Regions from separate parts of the Mus musculus genome. Here region 2 is linked to region 1. The links are chromatin contacts, called in public HiChIP or PLAC-seq maps. All regions are on one chromosome and are shown on one strand. The core of a region is the stretch at or near the end of the contact, and the rest is flanking DNA. Distances in the headings are between cores, read along the strand shown.

What was found. HiChIP or PLAC-seq counts read pairs in DNA pulled down with a chosen protein or histone mark.
Region 2: an H3K27ac HiChIP or PLAC-seq map of VIP interneurons shows a contact between it and region 1, with 3 times the contacts expected there. The contact joins two enhancer-like sites. A contact is called at or near these places in 1 of 484 Hi-C or Micro-C datasets (cerebellar granule neurons), 2 of 115 datasets of contacts at active chromatin or transcription factors (VIP interneurons and embryonic stem cells) and 1 of 9 other capture datasets (embryonic stem cells).

Annotation. Positions count from the first base shown.
Region 1 is chr8:23,737,067-23,744,435 of GRCm38.p6, forward strand. The region is part of intron 1 of Zmat4 (zinc finger, matrin type 4); the gene reads left to right. Among named protein-coding and RNA genes, the nearest start is that of Zmat4, 71 kb to the left of the region's middle. Within about 2 kb of position 3,820, at least 43 of the 459 cell types and tissues checked have an H3K27ac peak or open chromatin away from gene starts, as enhancers often do. A contact at or near this core is called in VIP interneurons, where this site is marked.
Region 2 is chr8:24,148,978-24,156,346 of GRCm38.p6, forward strand. No RefSeq gene overlaps it. Among named protein-coding and RNA genes, the nearest start is that of Gm51564, 110 kb to the left of the region's middle. Within about 2 kb of position 4,189, at least 18 of the 459 cell types and tissues checked have an H3K27ac peak or open chromatin away from gene starts, as enhancers often do. A contact at or near this core is called in VIP interneurons, where this site is marked.

The DNA.
Region 1 (7,369 bases), core at 2,570-5,069:
CGTAGTCCTGCCAGAGGTAGTGAGACAGATCTGCTCAAAGGCAGAGAGAAAGAGCAATATTGCTAAAGGGCCTCCAGGATCTGAACTCCATTTCTGGTCAGCGCATTAATAACAGGCTTCAGCCTTGAAAAACAATGCCTTGCATTCCTATAAATCTATTTTAGTCTCCAGAAAGTAGTGGACTGCATTGCCCCTGCTGTGAGGGAGCAGCCATACTGAGATCATAGCTGACCCCTCTGTTACACTGAACACAGGGGCAAGTGGAACAGTCTAATTTTTTTTCCTAGCTCCCCCACAAGACATATAAGGTACTTGCCCAGGTAAATGGTGCATGTCTGTACAAAGTTTTTCAGTCATACGAAGCTAATCATTGCCATATAGTTAAGGTGATGCTAGATAAATCCCAGAATTGGAGTGGCTGAGGACATCAGAGGTTCATTTCAGGAACTTGTAAGGAGATTCTAGTCTGTTCAGGTCTTCAGTGCCCCTGTGTTCTTGAACTCTTGAACGCAGGCTTTCAGGTTTACCAAGGTGACAGTATCCATCCTGGTCAAGAGGGAGAGACCAGATTTCAGTGTGCACTGGACCTTCACAACCAAGCCTAGAAGTATATATACATCACTTATACACAGAGATTAGCCATATGATATTTTGGATATAAGAGTGGACTTTAGTCTAATCTTTTTTAACTGGAGACTGAACCAAAAAAAAAAAAAAGAGCTATCTGTGACATAGAATATAGATGCTTCATTTTCAAACAATCCTGCCTTCATTGGTATATACATGGTGTCTGTTATTTATCTTCTGGCATCTATATGCCATCCATCCATCCATCCATCCATCCATCCATCCATCCATCCATCCATTCACCCATCCATCCATCCACCCATCTGTCTGTGTGTCTATTTGTCTGTCATCTCTGTCATCAGATTATCACTTTCACCATTTACCATCTGTAATAGCAGAATGAGCACCCACACGGCATCTTCTGAAGCAAGGATTAGATCTGGTAGCATCCTACTCCTAGCTATCTGGTTCTTTCTTGCCCCAATCTTGTTCCTCTCTCACTTGAGGTAACATCATCTTGTATCCTGTGTTTAATTATTCCCAAACATTGTCTGAATTGTATCTTACCTGGATGGATGCCTATGGCTTAAAAATATCTTTGTGCTCTCTTTCCATGTGATTATTAGGTGGCCATGGTGCGTCCATATTCCGCTGTCTCACCGTGTTGTATTTATGTAGCCAATCTATCTCAGTTTATTTATCTATTCTCTGTGCGTATGTGAGGTGTACAAATTTTGCTATTTGAAGAATGTGCCATCCTCATACTTCACCTGCACCACATTGTACATAAAATAAGCAAGCAAGATCTTTTCCCCCTGCTGCTCTACATTGTACATTAGCAAGATCTTTTTCTCCCAGTAAAATGGTGTGAGTAGGACTGTTGGGTTTGTAGGATAATGCTTAGCTTTCAAGCTATCTTGTTAAAAGATCCCGTGTCCACACCTTCTACAGCACTTAAGATAGCCCGACACACTTGCTGTCACCTCACTGTCACACTTGCTGTCACCGGTCTCCTCACTGATTATTCATGAGCACAAGATGTACACAGTAACCTTTACCCGGCTCATTCCCACAGTGGTTGAATTCTCTAAGCCACCAGCATTTCCGCTGCACAGGCTGAGACAAGATGTGTCACAAGACCTCAAACCAGCTCTCAGATTTGAATGGACGTTCTCCTTAATGGATGGAACAGACAGTGAGCTCTGAAAAACTTCTTGATGGGTAGCCAGACCTTCCCCCCAACCCCTGACATATTTTAGTTACTGGATGGAATTAATTAGTTCAATAATTAAAAAGTGAATGGTTAATTAAAATTTAAATTCAAGTGGCACTTTGGCCCCTTTAGAGGTCCTACAGTTTGTTGGTGCCCGGAAGGAAGGTGGTGAGACAATTCAGGGCCGGGCAGTTTGGATTCCTTGAAAAAGGTCCCATTAAATTAGCATGCTGTCATGAAGGAAAGACAGACATAGATATGTCTGGCTGACCAGCTACCTATGCAGTAGCCAAGTAACCAAGGTTCAAAGCCAAGCAATGGTTGGCAATGCTGCCTTATGTCACCTTTGGAGGCAGGCACTGCCATCCAATGATGGCTGCATTGAAGACAGGGCAGCCCTGTCTTTACAGATCATGCAAATAATATACAGTAAAGGAATGCCGGCTTATCTATAAACTGTAAGTTTGGAGACTTGTAGCCAATGTTGAAAAGAAGTGCTAGGATTTTTATTTATTTACTTATCTATCTATTTATGGCTAATTAAAGAAATCCACTTTTCTTGAACATTCACCAGCTTCCTTTGGAAATTGATGGCCCCACAATGAACTATTGCCTTGCTTTAAGATTTATTATTATTATTATTATTATTATTATCATTATATTTTAAAGTGTATATGTGTGCACACGTGGGTACAGGTGACTATGGATGCCAGAAACTCTCAGAACTGGAGTTAAAGGTGGTTGAGAGCTGACCAACATGGGTGCTAGGAAGTCAACCCATGGCCCTCTCCAGGTGCAGCGTATATGCTTGACCACTGTGCCATCGCTTCCTCAATTGAATGGTGGGGGGATGGGGGGTAGGGTCTGACTCTCTAAAATGTGTGTGGCATTGATTTGATTTAATGAATGACAAACTGGGCTGTGCTTCGATCTCTCACTTTCCCTCCCCCACCTTCGCTGTCCTCCTGGGCATAGGAGCCTTCTGTCTCATTATTTCTGTCTGTCCTTCCTTGTGTGGTGTTGGCTCTGGTTTTACTCTGACTTGATATGGAAAAGGAACTGAAAACCCAAGATCTCTACCCTTTGTCCACCCAACTGATGAAGGTACTGGGGTTTATTCAGCAGTGTCTTGCAGAAGCAAACGTAGTTTTCCCTGATCATAGTTTCATTAGCTTGCTAGGCCCATCATCTGGGCATAGACAGATTTGTTACTACTGGGCACACCAGGCTTTTCCCCAGACTGATGGTAAGTATCTTCTAGAAGCCTAGACAGAGGGTTTTCCCCCCTCTACCAGGCCTTTTTGCCTCTGGCACTTGCTTACAGCCCAGTCTTACTGTTAGGTGGAGGGGGACTTCTAGTATTGACATCACCTTGGCCAGAACCTTAGGGGTAGTATGGTGAATGATTCTCCATGAGATCAGAATCTTAGAAGTTCATTAACAGTGCACTAACCTTGAAATCCAAGCAGTGCTAGGCATGTTGACAATACCCAATCAAATCCGAGTAACGAGTAGAGGGGCAATCTACCAGGCTGTGACATGTCTGAGACTTTGGTTGATGACATTTGGTGAGTGGCATGAGATTCCTGAGGGACTTACAAAGAACTACAGAGAAAGGCCGAAGCTGTGGCCTCATTGCTCAGCACCCATTCTGCTGACATCCCACACGCGGGATCTGTGGGTCAAATTTGCCCATCCAAAGGGAAAGGAGCCTGAGAGGAGGAGTGGCTGTGAGCCAGGCACCTGCTGCAAGCACTGTGGCTTGCCTCAGAGTTTGGCCAGAGTGCCACTGTCCTGCAAGCTGGCAGTCTGATGCTGCCTTCCTTCCCAGATGCCACTGGGGCCAGGCTGGGCACACAGGAGAGAGGCTGACAGATGTGGTTCTGGGTACATAAGAGAGAAGCTGACAGATGTGGTTCTATTGCCAGGGTACCCAGCAGTGGCACGTGCCTGTGAGTCAGGAACCACAGAGCCTAGTCTTACAAGGGAAGAGAGTGGCGCCCTTAAGGGGCAATTACTCAAATGGTGTGAGTCAGTTTTGCTCCTGCTGAGCAAACACAGAGCAAGGGAAAAATGTGGGGGTAGAAACAGGGCGCTCTCAGCTCAGGGTAGGAAACAGAACTTGTGGGTGTAGCTGGTTGATGGCTGGTGAGGGTGTGAACCACCAAATTCCTTTATTGGAACATTAGGCCTCCTGGCCAGAAGGATGGCTGTTATTTGGAGAAGCACAGACTCCCAAAGGTTCTTCAAGATGAGCATATCTTTGACCTTCACCCTACACAAAGGCACGATGGGAGATCTTTTATGGGGGAACGTGGGCAGGAGGATGACACTGAAATTCTAGCACAGGCATCCTTACGTGTTCTGCTCCTACTGAAGTCTGCTTGCGACCCTGTCCTCTGGCAGGATTTCGGAACCTACTTTCATTTTTGGAGTAATGTTTTTGGCTTTTTTTCCCCATTTCCCTGCTTAGTCTGCTGCCACGGCAACCAGCCCTGCATCACTGCATCATCCTCTTGGCTTGGAGGGAGATGCAGTGGAGACAGGACAGAGCCATCATCAGAGGCTCTGGGGTGCCTGAGGAGTTACAGAGGAGCACGTTGACTTGTATTTTGAAGCATCCGGTCTGCCTTCCAATTCTTTTTGTCTTTGTTGCTAGGTAAGCTAGTGGAGTAGGCTCTAGTGACAGAGACCTGGAAGAAGAAGGAGGAGGAGGAGGTGAAAAACAGGCATAGCTAGAAAGTATGGGAGATAGCATCAGGGGTCAGGGGATAGAAGCCAAAAAGGACAACAGAACAATCCAGAGCTTATTTGTTTTGTCTTGAAGATGGGCCAGTCCTCATTCTAACCCCCACCCCCACCCCCCGACTTTCTGAGCATAGTTTTTTTTTGTTTTTTGTTTTGTTTTGTTTTGTTTTTTGAGACAGGGTTTCTCTGTATAGCCCTGGCTGTCCTGGAACTCACTTTGTAGACCAGGCTGGCCTCGAACTCAGAAATCTGTCTGCCTCTGCCTCCCAAGTGCTGGGATTAAAGGTGTGAGCCACCACGCCTGGCTTCTGAGCATAGTTTTAATACCAATAAACCAGAACAGAAAAAAACAAAACCAAAAAACTTGTAAGTTGCTTTGGTGGTATTGTAAAATGTGGAAGGTGCATTTGATTTGAAAGCATTCTTAGGGGATCATTGCAGAAGATAAGAGCTCAGGTTGTCTCTGTTGAATACTGGGAAGCAGAGGCTAGAGATGCTGAGAGCAGCCTAGTTATTTCATGGTGGGCAGGAAGGGCATATGGCAGAGAGAGGGGGTGGGGGGTGGGGTTGAGGGTGAGGGTGCCAGACTGGATCAGAAGGCCTGGTTGGCTTGGGCATGGAATGCCATAGTTCCTCAAAGGGTCAGGCTAAATTGAAAATAGTAGTGGGTACCTGATCTGAAGGTTGTCATGTGTCCATATCTGAAATCTTGTGGATATAAACATGGATGCAGAACGTCTATGAGATGGTGGCAAGTCATAGCTCTGATCAGGCCAAGAAAGGGAAGTCTAGGCACTGAGGTCAGAAATGGCCCCTTAACTCATCTGTCCTGGGCTTTCAAACACTTTTTTTAATGGTCCTGGACAGAGGGACCATGGCATAGACTAAGCTGCACACAGAGAGCGGAGAAAGGCAGCCCAGCTAGGGGATGCCCCTGTGGACAGAAGACTCATCCTTGGCCTGGAACACTGACTGTCATGTTGGAGACTCAGGAACCTTCAGGCAAGTTAGTCAGCCCCAAGTCTCAGTGTTTTCACAGAGAAAATAAGGCTTTCCGAAGGGCTGGTGTAGGGGGAAGCCCCAGGCAAAATCTTTACTTCCAGATCAGGAGAGTTCGCAAGGATCACGTACTGTTAGGAATGCACTTAGAGGAGCTGCCATGGTGGCTCTCTGGACTTGGAGAGATCACAGAGCAGCCTCTGTGACACCTGCAGGGCTCTTTTTTTTCAACTTTAATAGATATTATTTTATATTTATATAGCGCCTTCTTTAAGAACCTTTTAAATGCTTTACGGACTTCCTCTCTAATTAATCCCCCAAACAACCCTGTGAGGTAGGTATTACTCCCATTTACAATAGGGAAATGGAACCACAGAGCGGTTAGGTGACTTGCCCAAGGTCACACAGCTAAGCTCCCTGGAGAGCAAGGACTCCAGCACCTTGCCTCCCAGCTCCCAGCCACATCCCTCCTGAGAGAATCTTTACTGAAAAGCATCTTTACACAAAGTATCAGGAGGAGCATGTTATGAAAGTGAGGTCTTCCTGTGGCCATCATGGAAAGAAAAACTCGACACTGACGGCTGAGGCCGTAAGGCCATCTGCCATAGCACATTTCCTTGCCCCTTCCTAAGCCACCCAGCTCCTGTCTTGAGTAACCTTCTAAAGGCGAAGTTCCCATGACCGAAGCTGCATGACAGAGGTGGGCTTCACTTAGAATATTTACTTTTAGTTGTGATAAATCATAGAAACTTTTGTTCTAATATACAAAATTTGGGACAGCTGCCCAAGCAAACATGTACATAATTTCACAGCTGCCAGCTGTGTCTGAAATTTGCATCTGCCCTCATCATAATTGCAGGCAAACAAACAACAATCCCCTAAAAGGTGTGCTGGGCCAGTCACCTTTCTTTCTCACTCCCTATACCCGCCTTCCCCAGTCCCCAACCCAAACCCTGTATGTTTTCTAAGTTTCCCAAGTCTCTGATAAAAATCCAAAATGTCTTACTCAGATCCATCTGCACTATGAATAAAAAGTAAATTTAGAGCCAACATCCAGGTGTCCTTCCCCTGCAAACCGTCCAGTGCAGACCTGAGCCAAACCTGCGGGGCTCTTAGGTTGGGAATGGCACAAGTCTTAATTCCTGGCCTTAAATGGCTACTGAAAGGAGAAAGTAGGTGGAAGGTGGCTTATTAACCACCTGGATGGCCTCCATAGCTAATGGTAGAGTGATGACCACACAGTGAAGACCGTCAGGGCTTCTTTCTTCAGAGAGCTGGGGTGAGGTTGATGCCCCCCACCCCCAATGGAGCATGGCTACTCAGACATCTTGGATCAGCCACAGCAATAAGATGTGCACTAAGATTGCTGGTGCATATGGCTTGCTGCCAAACCTTGAAGTATGTATGCTTCCTCCTGTGGCCCCTAGGGAGCAGGCTCTGGGGGGAAGAACAGACATTGGAGAGGGGGAGACAAATTCAAATCAAGTTCCCCCAGTGAGGTTTGGTACTTCCAGTGATAAAAATAGACCGTAGACATTTCTGGAGTGTGGGGTCTTCACAGGCCCCAAGCTGGCAGGAGGGGTTGTCAGTTGTGCTTCGCTGTCTGAGGATGGTCCAGGTCATAGAATGTCAAAAGGAACTATGATTTCAGCACACCGGGTCGGTCTTCATCCCTGCTCAGCTGCCAATGAGGTTCTGTTTATTTCTCTCCTTAAATATTTACAGTATTAACCCCAAAGCACCACCTCAGAATTGGTAACACTGCTAACAACGATCGGGATATTGACTTCTTAAGGGTCTGCCATCTGCCACTCTGGTCTGATGTTTGACCAACCCTACTAC
Region 2 (7,369 bases), core at 2,939-5,438, 410 kb after region 1:
TAGCATTTGGCTGATGCCGAATTCCTCTTGCCTGACATTTTTTATTTTTATAGTCATCTTTTAGTTTGTCACTGCCAGACTGTTTCCCAAGACTTGTTTTTACTAAATGTTGAGTATTTTTAAACCAATGTTTAGAAGATTTGAGCAACAGTTTTAAGTAAAACTATTTACCAACACAACTTGGGAAGAAGGGGGGAAAGAAAAAGATCTGACTGCTCCTTTTCCATCTCTCCCTAGGCCTTTCCTAGATTCTAAATCTTCCCTTGTACCCTCCCTAGATGTCGCCATGAACTTGACTTTTGTCTTAATTACATGTTCTTATTTTGTAATATTACTGTATCCTCAATACCTAATGTACTGTAGCCTGCTTGGTTTTAACTTTGTTTATATGAAATCAGTGTTTGTATTCTTTCTAGACTTGTGTTTTAAAGCTGATGGTCCGTCTTTGGATTCTTCTCCTTAGGTCTGTGCAGCTGTGCCCACTTGCTTTCCATATCTGCTTTGGGCAGTATTGTTTGTCTCCAGGATTGTTTGCTTGATGCTACAAACATTTCTGCTGTGAACATTCTGGGATGGGTGGTTATCTTCATTTCATGTATACACACATTCATGTAGGGAGAAGAATCTGTCTGCCCTAACTTACCAGTAATTTCAAATTTACTGAATGAGGGAAAACTGGTTTGTTTGTTTGTTTGTTTGTTTGTTTGTTTTTTACACTGGTCCCTATGGTATGCATTCCTATAAATGGAGTGCATTTTCCCCATAGTTTCTGTGAAACTAGATATTACCAACCTTCCCTGCTTGTCAATAATGGTGGCTGTGCGTTTGTCTGTCTCTCAAAGCAAGTTCAGATTACAATTTTCTGATTTATGACATCAAAATTGCAACAGTATTTGTATCCCAAGAACTTGATCAATGTTACCTCTGAAGGTAAAATTGAAGGTAAGATTAATCACGCTTTAATTTTGTAAGTGAATACACGGCAGGTTTATTGAAGTAATTAATCAATGAGAAATCAACAATGGAACTGGATAAAGCAATGTACGTAGTGAGCAAAGGGAGAAAAAGCGCTTAACGGAGGAAGGTTCATTTCCCTGGGAAACTTGGCAGGCATCCCACAGAAGAGTCAGCACAATGCTTGAGAGTTCCCCTTCTAGCCTACAGAAGTCCTTGGATGGCAGCAACAACGGCAAAGTCAAAGAAAAGCTTTTCCAGAGCAATGGGTAGGAGGATCCCCCCACCCCCCAGAGGACCACATTGTAACTATTTTAGGTTTGGCCTCTATCTTAGTCAGGGTTTCTATTCCTGCACAAACATCATGGCCAAGAAGCAAGTTGGGGAGGAAAGGGTTTATTTGGCTTACACTTCCATACCGCTGTTCATCACCAAAGGAAGTCAGGACTGGAACTCAAGCAGGTCAGGAAGCAGGAGCTGATGCAGAGGCCATGGAGGGATGTTCTTTACTGGCTTGCTCCCCTGGCTTGCTCAGCCTGCTCTCTTATAGAACCCAAGACTACCATCCCAGAGATGGTCCCACCCACAAGGGGCCTTTCCCCCTTGATCACTAATTGAGAAAATGCCTTATAGCTGGATCTCGTGGAGGCATCTCCCCAACTGAAGCTCCTTTCTCTGTGATAACTCCAGCCTGTGTCAAGTTGACACCCAAAACCAGCCAGTACAGCCTCTATTGACGAAACTCATGCTTGCCTCTGCAGCAGCCAGCAGAGACCTTGATGAGATCCAGCAGCTGCTGGTACCAGGCGTGATGAAGGAAGGAAGGAAGGGCCCTGCTGATGAAAGTCGCTTGCTGTGTTCTGAAAAAAAAAAAAAAATCCTCCATCAACTTACAAAATGTTAAAGAGTCTCTTCTTTGATTATAAAAAGCTCCAGAAATTAGTCTTGATCACGAAAAGCTGGTTTCATTGGGGAATGGACTTGGTTCATTTACATAGTTGCACAAAAACTGTTACTATTAAAAAGCCACGGCTGATATTGTTTGCAAAGTGAGAGCTCTGCGGTCTTGGCAAATTTTAAGAGCAGAAAATTAACAATTTGTGTGTGTTTGTTTATACACGGGTTCATGCATGTTCTTATGTGTGCATGCATGTTCATATGTGTGGATGCATGTTCATATGTGTGTATGCATTCAGGTGCAGACATAAACTTCAGGTGTTGTGTCTTGGAAGCCATCCACCTTGATTTTTGAGACAGGGTCTCTCACTAGCATGGTCCTTCCCAAGTGGGCTAGGTAGTCTTTTAAGCCTCCGAGATCCAACTGTCTCTGGGATTACAAGTCGGCACTACTAAACCCAGCTTTTGTGAGTAGGTTCTGAGTATCAAACATAGATAGATCTTTATGCTTTCAGAGCAAGCATATTACCTACTGCCTTACCCATCTCCCAAACCCAGAAAATTAAGTTCTCTTTGTTTTGTTTTATTCTCTCTTCTAAGCTAGAGCTGGGAAAGCAAACCCAAGACACTTATGCCCATGAGCTGTACCACAAGGTCTGTACGTGAGGGTGAACTCCTGTGTTGTTTGCCAAGATTCCTGGAACCTGCAGACAGCCTTTCTCCCTGACTGTAAGGGCCAGCAGCTTTAAGGCAAGGTGCCAAGCCTTGAAATGGGCATGAACCATGACTAGGGATAGCAATAGACTGACCACTGGACAGATACATAGACATGGAAGAGCCAAGATCAGGTGGTGCTATAGCTACTGTGGCGTGCCTCAGTAGGCACACAGCCAAAGGCACAAGTCTTGGCAGATGTAAATGCTACTCTTTTTTGAACAATGTGACCCTCAAAAAAAAAGAAACAACCAGTTACTTTTATGAAGTGTTTGGTAATTGTATATAAGCAGGTAAGACTGATCAAGGAGAGACACCTATGCACGTCTATCCAGTGGCTTGGTCACATTTCCCCACACCTCAGTGCTTCATCTATTCCTCATGTTGTGGTGACCCCCAACCACACAATTATTTTCGTTGCTATTGCATAGCTGTAATTTTGCTACTGTTATGAATCATAGTATAAATATCTGTGTTTTCTGATGATCTTAGAAGACCCCATGAAAGGATCATTTGAGCCCCAATGAGGTCACAGCCCACAGTTTGAGAAAGGCTTCCATACCTTTGTATACCAATGACTTCCTCTATTCTGGGGGCAGAGCATTTTTTCTAACTATTTGTAGTCCCAATAGTGTCTGTTCAAATAATTGGGTTAGGTTTCAGCCCTACAATATAGACAGAATTTAATATGTCACCGGGATTAACTAGCACATGCCCATGACAGCAGCCCCTTTAAATGAGAGCAGACATAATTGGGAATTAACTGGGACCCGCCTCCTGGGTGCTTGGCCCTACAATAATGACAGCACGGATGTGGCTCAGTTAAGTCAGCCCAAACTAGAAATGCAAAAGGCTTCAGATCACATCCTGTTTCTCTGGAAAATACTGCAAAAATGATCCTTGGTGAGCTTCAATCCCTCCACTTGCTAAAACATGCCTTGCATTTCTCTTGCTTGTAACAGCTGCCGTGATCTACATTCTTATCCTTAAGTGTGGCATTGAGCATGAACCCTGGGATAAGTGTAAGGCTCCATCCTAAACATGAACGAAATAAGAAAGGAGGATGCAGGGAGCAGGTGAAGTTCTGAGTGAATATGTATTTTTTGACACAGACTGCCAGTGCAGCCATTAGTGTTGTGGTTATTATTATTCTGAGGGTTTCCTACACCCCCCTTGCTGCCTTCAAATGTCAATTAGGGGTTTCTACCCCACATCAGACCGTCTAGTTCCCAAATAAAAGACACAGTGACCTTTTACTTTTGTAATAAGGCTTATAGCACTACAGCTGGGCAGATATCAACCCTCTAAGCTATCTTGTCTGCTTTCCTGCCTAAATCCCCATAAATGCTTGCATCTGTTCCATTTGTGCTGCTCCTAAGCTCATGGCCCTCATGGCCATGTGCTCATGGTCCATACTACCCTATGGTGTCTTCCTCCTTCCTTCTTCCTCCTTCCTCCTTCCTCCCCCCTCCTCCCGGCCTCCCCTTGTGGTGGTCCCTACCTCAGACTCCAAGCCCAGGAACTGAAGCTCTGCTGACTTCTCTTCTGCCCATCCCAGGATATAGGCATCTTTATTAGCCAACCAGGGATAATTAGGGAGCAAGGTTTTACATAACAAAAGCCTGTATACATCTGAATTCACTCGTTTTGGGGCAGGCAGAACTTGGGATGCCCTATTTAGCATTTAAATACACAGCAGCACCAGACACAAAGGAAAAGGATCAACTCACCAAGCTGCAGTGTGGCCCAGGCAAGTGACCAATCAGGCAGGCCCACTGCCCACCCAGAGCTCCATGCCCATGCGTCTATCACCTGCCAGCTGCTTGGCTTTGTCAGATGTAACATAAACACAGTTAAACCTAAAGCAAACATGGGAACAAGCTCTGGTCCCTTGGCTGAGTATCTAGCCCTTCCTCTCCATTTATTTACTTATTCATTCATTTTCCTGGGAACCAAAGTCATCCTTCCCGTCCACAGAAACCACAGACACACATCCCAAACACAGCCCAAGAACTAACTGATGAAGCTGTCTTGTCTGCAGCCCACTTTCACGCTCTATCTAAATCTCACCCAAATCGCCACAGATAACTCCCTGTCTCTACTTGTCCTGTGGCTTGTACTTCACGCTTAGAATTCCACATATCTCATTTGTGTTCATTTTTATCATTTGCTTTTTCCTTTATTTTCATGTTTCTCTTGGGAGTGTTCCCTCTTTTGACCAGTGAGAGTTTCCCACAGTCAGGTATTTGAGTCCCACAGTTCATGTCCTTGTGCAGGTGTCACTTGCCACACCCTGCGTAGCTCCATGGATTGGCCTAACTGGGTAGTGGGTGAACATGGAAACCACACATAGAAAAGATGGAATTAGGTGAACTGGGCTCTCTAATGAAAAACAGTCAACATGCTGCCTGTTTAGTGTGTTTATTATAGATAGTTGAACAGGGAAGTAGTGTTATTATATAATAGATGAGCAAAGACATGGGGTTATTGTATACAGCTGAAAAGGGAGGCAGGTATATATAATGTGGGTGGGAGCAGTCTCTGTTAAGGGGCCTAAACACCCAAGGGGAGAAAGCTATGATGGACATTTCCTGCATATGCTTTAAACAGATGCCCCAAAATCAGGGGAAGGCCTTGTCATTTCCCATGGAGCTAAGGCTTTGAAATTCTTACTACGGCCATGCATAGGTCAAACAATACACATTCACTCAGGACTTTTCTCATTCCCTATAGAAAGGGACAATAAACCCTATGTCAATGGCTTTATGGAAAACATTTTAAAACTGGAGGATCATGAGGTGTTTGTGGCAACTCTACAGACAGCATATAAGGTGATTATGTATGCCTGTCTTCTAATGGAGTCATATTTACACAAATAGTAGCATTTCACTGACAGATGTATACTTTAAATCTTAGGATGTACTCCAGCTTCTTTTTATCAGATATCATGGAAGGGGAAAAATATAAACAGATCAATATTCTGAGACAAAGTTATCATTTTTAGCCAAGGGAAATTGAGTTCTGGCTTTGGATCAATATAATTGTCTTAGTCAGGGTTTCTATTGCTATGATGAAACACCATGATCAAAAGCAACTTGTGTGTGGGGGTGTCATGTATCTGGCTTGCACTTCCATATCTCTTTTCATCACAGGACAATCAGGACAGGAAATCAAATAAGGCAAGAACCTGGAGGCAGGAGCTGATGCAGAGGTACTGGAGGTGTGCTGGTTACTGGCTTGCTCCTCATGACTTGCTCAGCCTGCTACTTATAGAACCCATGACCACCAGGTCAGGGATGGCTCCACTCACCATGGGCTGGACCCTCCTTCATTAATAAAAATACCCTACAATCTCACCTAGGACCTGAACTGATGGAGGCATTTTCTCAGTTGAGGTTTTCTCCTCTCAAATGACTTTAGCTTGTGTTAGTTGATATAAACCTACCCGTCACAGTACTATTTGATACTAAATGGATTGTTCATCTTTTAAAAGCCCTTGAATAAAGTCATCAGAAGAGTGTCGTCTTTAGGAGAATCCTCACATCTTATTGCAGACTCATTTTCAACAATACTGGAATTGAGGCAGAGCTCCCTCCCGAAGGAATACGTACTTTGTTCTTTGTTAATTGCATTTGTGAAACAAAGATTTCTGGTTTCTTTGGAAACTCAGTTGTGTCATATGATGGTTTGTTGTTGTTGTTGTTTTGTTTTGTTTTGTTTTTGAAGCTGAGATGTTTTGCTGAAGCAGAAGACATGTGATGTTTGGAAAGAATGAAAGTAAAACCCAACAGACAGTGACCAATGCTCTTGCATTGGCTTGACTTGCAACACTTCGATAATCTTCACTGATCTTCTCTTGTCATGACTTCATAAAGAAGAAATGCAACAAAGAACTTTTCGTGGTATTCTGGCTGCTTCTTATCACTTCTACAGACTCATGCCAATTCCGCAGAGCCTTGAGGTTTCTCCTAGAGGGAGCCACAGATACTAATTCATGTTTGATGTTTGCCAATTGGACTAGACTGCTGCTACTGAACTGTGTTTGGAATTGCCCCAAAGTACATCCACAGGTACTACAGGTCCACATCCCATTCATCTTATTAACCATCTTTCTCCCCTACTTTAGGTGGGTGGGATGGAAAGTAGGTTGAAGTGTTCAAGAACCCGTATTAAAGGAGGTTTTGAAAAAATTCTAAGAGTTTACATTTTACAACAATAAGAACAATGAAATTATTTATTTAATTTTAAACAAAACCATTCCTTTGCCCAACCAAAGTACCTCATTAGCTTTCATGCTAAATGGCACCTTGATGTTTTCACTGTTCTGAGTAGGCTCTCATGTTAACTCACACGTTCACCCATGCATGGAGGATGTCACAGAAAGGCCTAGGATAGTGTTCCTCAACCTGTGGGTCATGCCCCCATTCTGCATATCAGATATTTACACTATGATTCACAGCAGTAGCAAAATTACAGCTATGAAGTAGCAACAACGATAATTTTACAGTTGGTGGTCACCCCAACTTAAGGAGCTATATTAAAGGGTTGCAGCATTAGGAAGGTTGAAAACCACTGACTAGGAGGTAAATGACTATGGTTAGCTTGTGAATGGACTTGAAGGGCTTCTTTGCATCTATAGGTTAGACTTTATAGGTCAATTTTACTTATATACCTTCTGCCTTCTTAAAGTGGCAAAATGGACACTTGTTAACATTAAGAAGTATAGCCAACCCTCTGACACATAACAAAATAAGAAGCTAAGGATGCACACACATACTTTATTTGGTGGCAATCTGTCATACAA